2 separate regions of the Zea mays genome follow, and region 1 is linked to region 2. The links are chromatin contacts, called in public Hi-C maps. All regions are on one chromosome and are shown on one strand. The core of a region is the stretch at or near the end of the contact, and the rest is flanking DNA. Distances in the headings are between cores, read along the strand shown.

The links. A called contact is a pair of places that touch in the nucleus more often than the background predicts.
Region 1: a Hi-C map of tassel shows a contact between it and region 2, with 4 times the contacts expected there. The contact joins the promoter of LOC100274762 here to the promoter of LOC100191849 in region 2. A contact is called at or near these places in 2 of 25 Hi-C or Micro-C datasets (ear and tassel).

The regions. Positions count from the first base shown.
Region 1 is chr1:48,713,135-48,716,314 of Zm-B73-REFERENCE-NAM-5.0, reverse strand. It overlaps LOC100274762, which reads right to left and starts at 1,280. Exons shown (of 6, transcript NM_001352623.1): 1 at 932-1,280; 2 at 798-849; 3 at 666-728; 4 at 543-580; 5 at 427-460; 6 at 1-315. The coding sequence starts at 1,069. The coding sequence ends at 104. It also overlaps the pseudogene LOC109943294.
Region 2 is chr1:48,527,189-48,530,084 of Zm-B73-REFERENCE-NAM-5.0, reverse strand. LOC100191849 (putative AMP-dependent synthetase and ligase superfamily protein) reads left to right here and starts at 1,333. Exons shown (of 3, transcript NM_001137273.2): 1 at 1,333-1,618; 2 at 2,882-2,896. The coding sequence starts at 1,403.

The sequences.
Region 1 (3,180 bases), core at 31-2,530, 190 kb before region 2:
CAAGTTATCGTACTGAAGCGTAAGAGCGACGGTACCCGAACGATTGGGTGACAGAACTATCAGCCAATCCTCGGAAATCGAGCGGCACGGCACGGCCGGCGGCTCAGAATATGCCGGAGAGCACGTTGGCGGCCGTGGAGAGCGCGGCGCCGGTGATGGCGCACTGCACGACCTGCTCGTGCGACGCGTGCTCCGACGTGAGCGCGACCGCGGCGCCCGTGATGGCGCCAGCCACGGCGCTGTTCCTCCAGTCGTGCGTCCCGCGCACCCCCGCGAGGCCGTAGGTGAGGCCGGAGTGCACCCCAGCCGCGAGCCCTGCACGATGCATGACGCCCAGATCAGAGTCAGATCAAGCGGCGGCCAGCTGCCAGCGGGTAGTAAAAATGCTCATTGGTTCGAGTACTCATGCTGTATGGAAAGTGTTACCCCACTGTAACGACTCTTTGCTCACGCTTTTCACCTGTGACGGGAATGAAAGAAACAAAAATCACAAACAACAATTACAAGATCTGGTGGGCTGATTTTGTAGCCAGGTGGCGTACCATGGCCTCTGCCGACTTGATGCTGCTACTGTTCGTCCCTGCCAACACGAGATCAAATTAAAGCTCGCTTATTTAGACGAGGTTACAAAGTAACAATCGGCTGGAACAATCAGAGACGTTTACCATTGAGCTCCGGGAACGAGCGTTTCCTTGCGCCGGTCGCGCCGGACACAGATCCTCCCTCGCCTGCAGTTGGTCACAGCAAGTCAAAAAAAAAAAAAAACAGAGCCAAGTAGCGCAACAGCTTGCTGTTACCTTCAGTCGCCATGAAGTACGATTCCCTGGCGACCGCCTGCACTGCGCCGATCTGCGGAGACACACGGGATCAGGAGGCAGTAGTGGAAGGAACCGGCCGACCTGAGTTGTTCGGGAGCGGCGTGCTGCCTTACCCCCGCGGCCTTGGCGAAGCTCTCGGCGACGCGGTTCAGGAGCGGGTGACCGAGGTCCAGCATCCAGTTCTTCGTCTCTAAACTACCGCGCACCTCGTCCGCGAGCGCCCGCGCCTGCGTGTCCACGCCGCTGTTCATCTCCCCCCCAGCTCTGCTCTTCGCCCTCCACTCTTGTCTCTTGAAGATAGCCGAAGCCGTGAAGTTTGGTGGGTGGTGACTAAGCGGCGGCGCCAGTCCGTAACTCCGTATACAACAGATCGGCGTTCTACTGGGTCCTTGGCCTCCTGGGGAAGAACTGGAGAGGACACGTACGCATGCTTTGCCAGCACGTGTCCGTGCGGAGTGCGGTATTTACTCGTGGCACTCTTCTGGACCGTGCGCGGCGACTTCATGGTTCTTTGACACCTGCTGAGACCCGTGTAGAGATGTCAATGGGGACCTGATACCCGATAACCCGTGGGGAATTCCCCTATTAGGGTACGGGTATGGGACAAAAATTGTCCCATAGGTATGGATATGGGACAAAATCTCTACCCATTGGGTAAACGGGTATGGGTTTGGGAAACAATAATCCGAACCCGATTACTCATAGGTATTTCATACGTGTACACCTGTCCTGTTTGTATGAATGAGTTGAGGCCGAGTCGGCCATCAAACCCGGCAGACTCCATTTCTTATATTGGTCCCAAGTACTGATTTCTTTTCTGATGGATGGATGAATGGATAATGGTTCATGGATGAGTGCTTGCCTATGTGGTGATGTATGAAATCTGGATAGTTTGTGCTAGATGTTAGTACCTAGTTATTCCTTAATTGGGGATGGGGACCCATTGGGGACCCGAAACCCGAATGGGGATGGGTATGGGATGAGTTTTGTACCCATGATGGGTATGGGTATGGGTATGGGGATGTATCAAACATGATGGGGATGAGTCTGGGATGCTATAACCCGATGGGGAATTACCCATTGACATCTCTAGACCCGTGCATACTAGTGTACTCCCTGTGCAATGGCTGCTGTGCTGTCCAGCGCAGCGGTGCTATAAGTCTACAAGTCCAGCAGCCGGATGAGCGTAATATTCACTTATTTTGAGGACTCGACAAATTTTGAATCTAACGAAATTTATAGAATAAGTGTTGTACTAAGAGCCTGTTTGGTTTGATGCCTAACTTGCCATACTTTGTCTAACTTTTTTATATAAGGTTAGTTTTTTAATTCGAACGACTAACTTTAAGCAAAGTATGACATATTTAGCCACGAACCAAACAACCCCTAAATTTTACTATTACTAGGAATGTGCCCGTGCGATGCCACGGAACACAAATTACGACCCTCTAATGGACTTAGGGCACTGGCGACGAGCGACGTGAGTACAATAGTGACGGTAAAATCTGTGATTAAACATAGATACAGAACGGTATAAATATGTCTACCCAAATAGATTGAAATGGAATCGCACAAATAATTTCTAAAGAGTAAATATATAATGCTTAATCATAAGCTGGACTTGACGTTGTTGGGTATCCACTCCACAAAGTAGGACGAGTTCTTGTTCTGGACATTAATCATTTGCTCATCAACCTCCTTAGTGCTCATCTTGCCACGGAACATGGCAGAGGCTGTGAGACAGCGACCCACACATCATGGCAGAGGCTGACCCACGGAACATGGCAGATGCTGTGGAACATGGCAGAGGCGTGGGTTAGCAACACACATCATGTTCTTGGCATCCCACATCTGCTGGGTTAGCTCAGAGACGGTGAGCGCATGCTACTGCTGCGAGCCACGCGAGGTGAGTGGCGCAAAGCCGATCATGAAGAAGTAGAGCCGAGGGAACGAGATCAGGTTGACTGCAAGCTTGTGCATGTCATAGTTCAGCTGTCCTAGGAAGCAGAGGCAGCAAGTGACACCGCTCATCGTTGCACTGATCAAGTGGTTCAAGTCTCCAACTGTTCAGAAAAAAACTGTCAAAAGTATTCAAAAATTTCAAAAATACTAAATGACAACATGATTTCTGTAAACACTAAGAAGCAAATTCATTGTTTGAAATCTAGTACAGATCAAATGCCAGCTTGTTTTTTTTATTTCGACAGCAAGTGACACCGCTCATCGTTGCACTGATCAAGTGGTTCAAGTCTCCAACTGTTCAGAAACAAACTGTCAGAAGTATTCAAGAATTTCAAAACACTAAATGACAACATGATTTATGTAAACACTAAGAAGCGAAATCATTGATTGAAATCTGGTA
Region 2 (2,896 bases), core at 84-2,583:
CCGGTGAGCGGCGACCCTGTCGCGGTAACGGATGCAAGCTACGACGAGAGGTGGTGGCACGTGGCGGGGTCGGATGAGGTGAATGCGGCATCGAGAGGTGGTGGCATGGTCGGCTGAGGCGAATGCGACGGCGAGCGTGAGGGAGGTAGGGAAGGAGGCGGTGTGGAAGGGAGCGGACGCAACGGCGTGAGAGGGAGCGGTCAACCCGATTTGAGAAAAACTCTTGGGTCCGTGAGGTCGTGATGGTGGCGAATTTTTTTATGCCACGCATCGTCACCGCGTGAAGTAAAATGACTTGAAACGCGGGGAGGGCTTGAATTCCTTGTGGTCTTTTAACTAAAGGTGTTGGTTGCAGGGAGATCAGAAGGCATTAAGGGAGATTAAATCTATCTTGATTTAATTTTGATCAGTAAAAAAAATTAATCACTTATAATCTTTTTCAATCCACTTCTAACCGAACATGACATTGTCCTTTACAACTCAACTATATGTTCTAAAATCTTGCTCCTAAAACATAGAAATTGGAATCTTCTTAAAAGTATTAGATTCAATAAAACAGGTATTCAAGTAATACTCCAACGGCTCCTAATATTTTTCCTAAAACCCTTTTGAACAGGTCATCGTGACTTCGTGAGCTTTTATGGAGTTTATTTGCGCTCGTTGTTTTGCGCCGCCACGAAAGTGAACACGCCGGCGAGGGCCCTGTCCCACACGTCCGCTTTCGGCTAGGAAAGAAATGGAGTACTGACATGTGCCATACATCTGTTGGCGTACAGAGTAGTATACTCTAGCTGGTAACATACAACTGTATGAGATGTGCTTATGTACAGTGTAGAACACTACCAATGTATAGTTGGAGCTGTTGGCTGTTGCCACATGACAGGCATGTCAATCACTTGATCAATTCAGAACCCTTCTTTTTGAGGAGGCAGCTGTTTAGAATCTTACTGCTAACATGCAATTCATGCATCCCTGAATACTTGAATTGCAATCGCCATCCTAAGGATTGCCCATCTGCCACCAAAAAACTGGACTCCCGCCCATAAACAAACAGCAGGAATTCTCTGAATCCAACCGGAACGGATCAGCCACGGCGTTCGCCACCACCCACGCCTCGCGCCACCCACCCACCTTCCCGCACAGACGCCCTGCACACTGCGCCGCCATTAAAAAACCCTCGCCACGGCGGATCTGCACCACCCGCTCCTCATCTCCGCCCTCCACATATAAAAAACGGCAAAGCGCCCCCACTTGTTCGGACGACTCTGCGCGCTTCCATCCCCCCCCCCCCCCCCCCCCCCCCCAACAGTCCCACACCACCTGCATATCTCCGTGCGGCCGTGCCAAGTCAAAGTCGCACCTCAGCTCTGCCGAGGTTGGCATTGGTGGTGGTGACCCGGCGATGGCGGCGGAGCGGGACATCGACGACCTGCCGCGGAACGACGCCAACTACACGGCGCTCACGCCGCTCTGGTTCCTCGAGCGCGCCGCGCTGACCCACCCGGCCAGGGCCTCCGTCGTGCACGGGCCCGTGCGCTACACCTGGGCCGACACCTACAGCCGCTGCCGCCGCCTCGCCTCCGCCCTCGCGCGCAGATCCGTCGGCCACGGAAGCACGGTGCGGCTCCCTCTCCCTTTCTCCGTGCGCATATGCATATGGTCTTCTGCCTTTGCTGTTCCGACTTACACTTACTTCCGAGATGTCAACAGAGAGAAATCTTACACTTTACAATGTAATAGTAATAGTATTTTGTTTTCAGAAATAAATGGTTATGACGCTGCAACCTGCTACCAAGCAAAAACTATGCTGATAAAACTGGGGTGTGCCAACTCTTGTTTTTTTTTTTTGTGAAAGTTGAAACACGCATGAGTTGTGTATCGATTAAGACGAAAAATGTTTAAGAGCCCTTACGAATACACACCAAGAACGCAGGTAGAAACACTGATCTAATTAGCCGTACGCGGTACGCGCCTATTACAGACGGGTACAACGCTGAAACAGATGGTTATGTTTGTATCCTCTGGTGATGGATATATGGGTGGCTGAAAGAAAGCGTTTTCTTGGTATAAACAGCATGGCATCTCGGAAAGCTTAATCAGTTTGTTATTTCAGTTACTTTTTCTTGTATGCTCAAAGACATGACTTTGATGCATCACATGCTGACTGCCATATCTGTTGGTACAGATCATCCGTTTTCATATCTTGATGCCGGTGGCAAGTGGGAGCCATCGAACTGAAATAGGATGATAAAAGTGCGCCCACTATTGTCACCACTCACCACTCACCACTAGTATGGTTTCCCTCAAATATGTCAAAGAGGCAAAGAGCACGATTATCAGTATCCCCGAGGACCAGGAAAAAAAATCCAAATTTAGCTCATTTACCATATCTGTGGCATTGTGCTACAAGGGCAGATCTTGAATCCTGTGCCATATTCACCTGGGCGTAGGTACAACTTAGAACTATGGTCACATGTTTCCAAGTTTTGATAAAAATCTCTTGTTTCAACAAAGCTTCCATGTCAGAAAATCACTGCTCACTATATTTGAGAATGGTCGCTGCTTGTTTGGGAATTTTATGGTCAAGTTTATCCAGGAATGTATTGGAAGGCCAACCCACTAATTCACTGTCATTTGCCATTTGCCAATGTAAAAGGAAACCCTGAGCAGCTGCAACCATTACTCTCTTTGCCTTATCTGCACCAGATCCGTGTGGTTAAAAATTTGAGATACAGAACAATGATAGAAAAAATAATCTTGAATACAGTATTGTTTGCTCATATGCTGTTATGGTTTCCCAGAATAAAAATCTATGTTGATTACGCACATTTGATATACTCTATAATGTTTTTACTGATTACTAGTTTTTCCTGCATCTCAGGTAGCTGTAATAGCC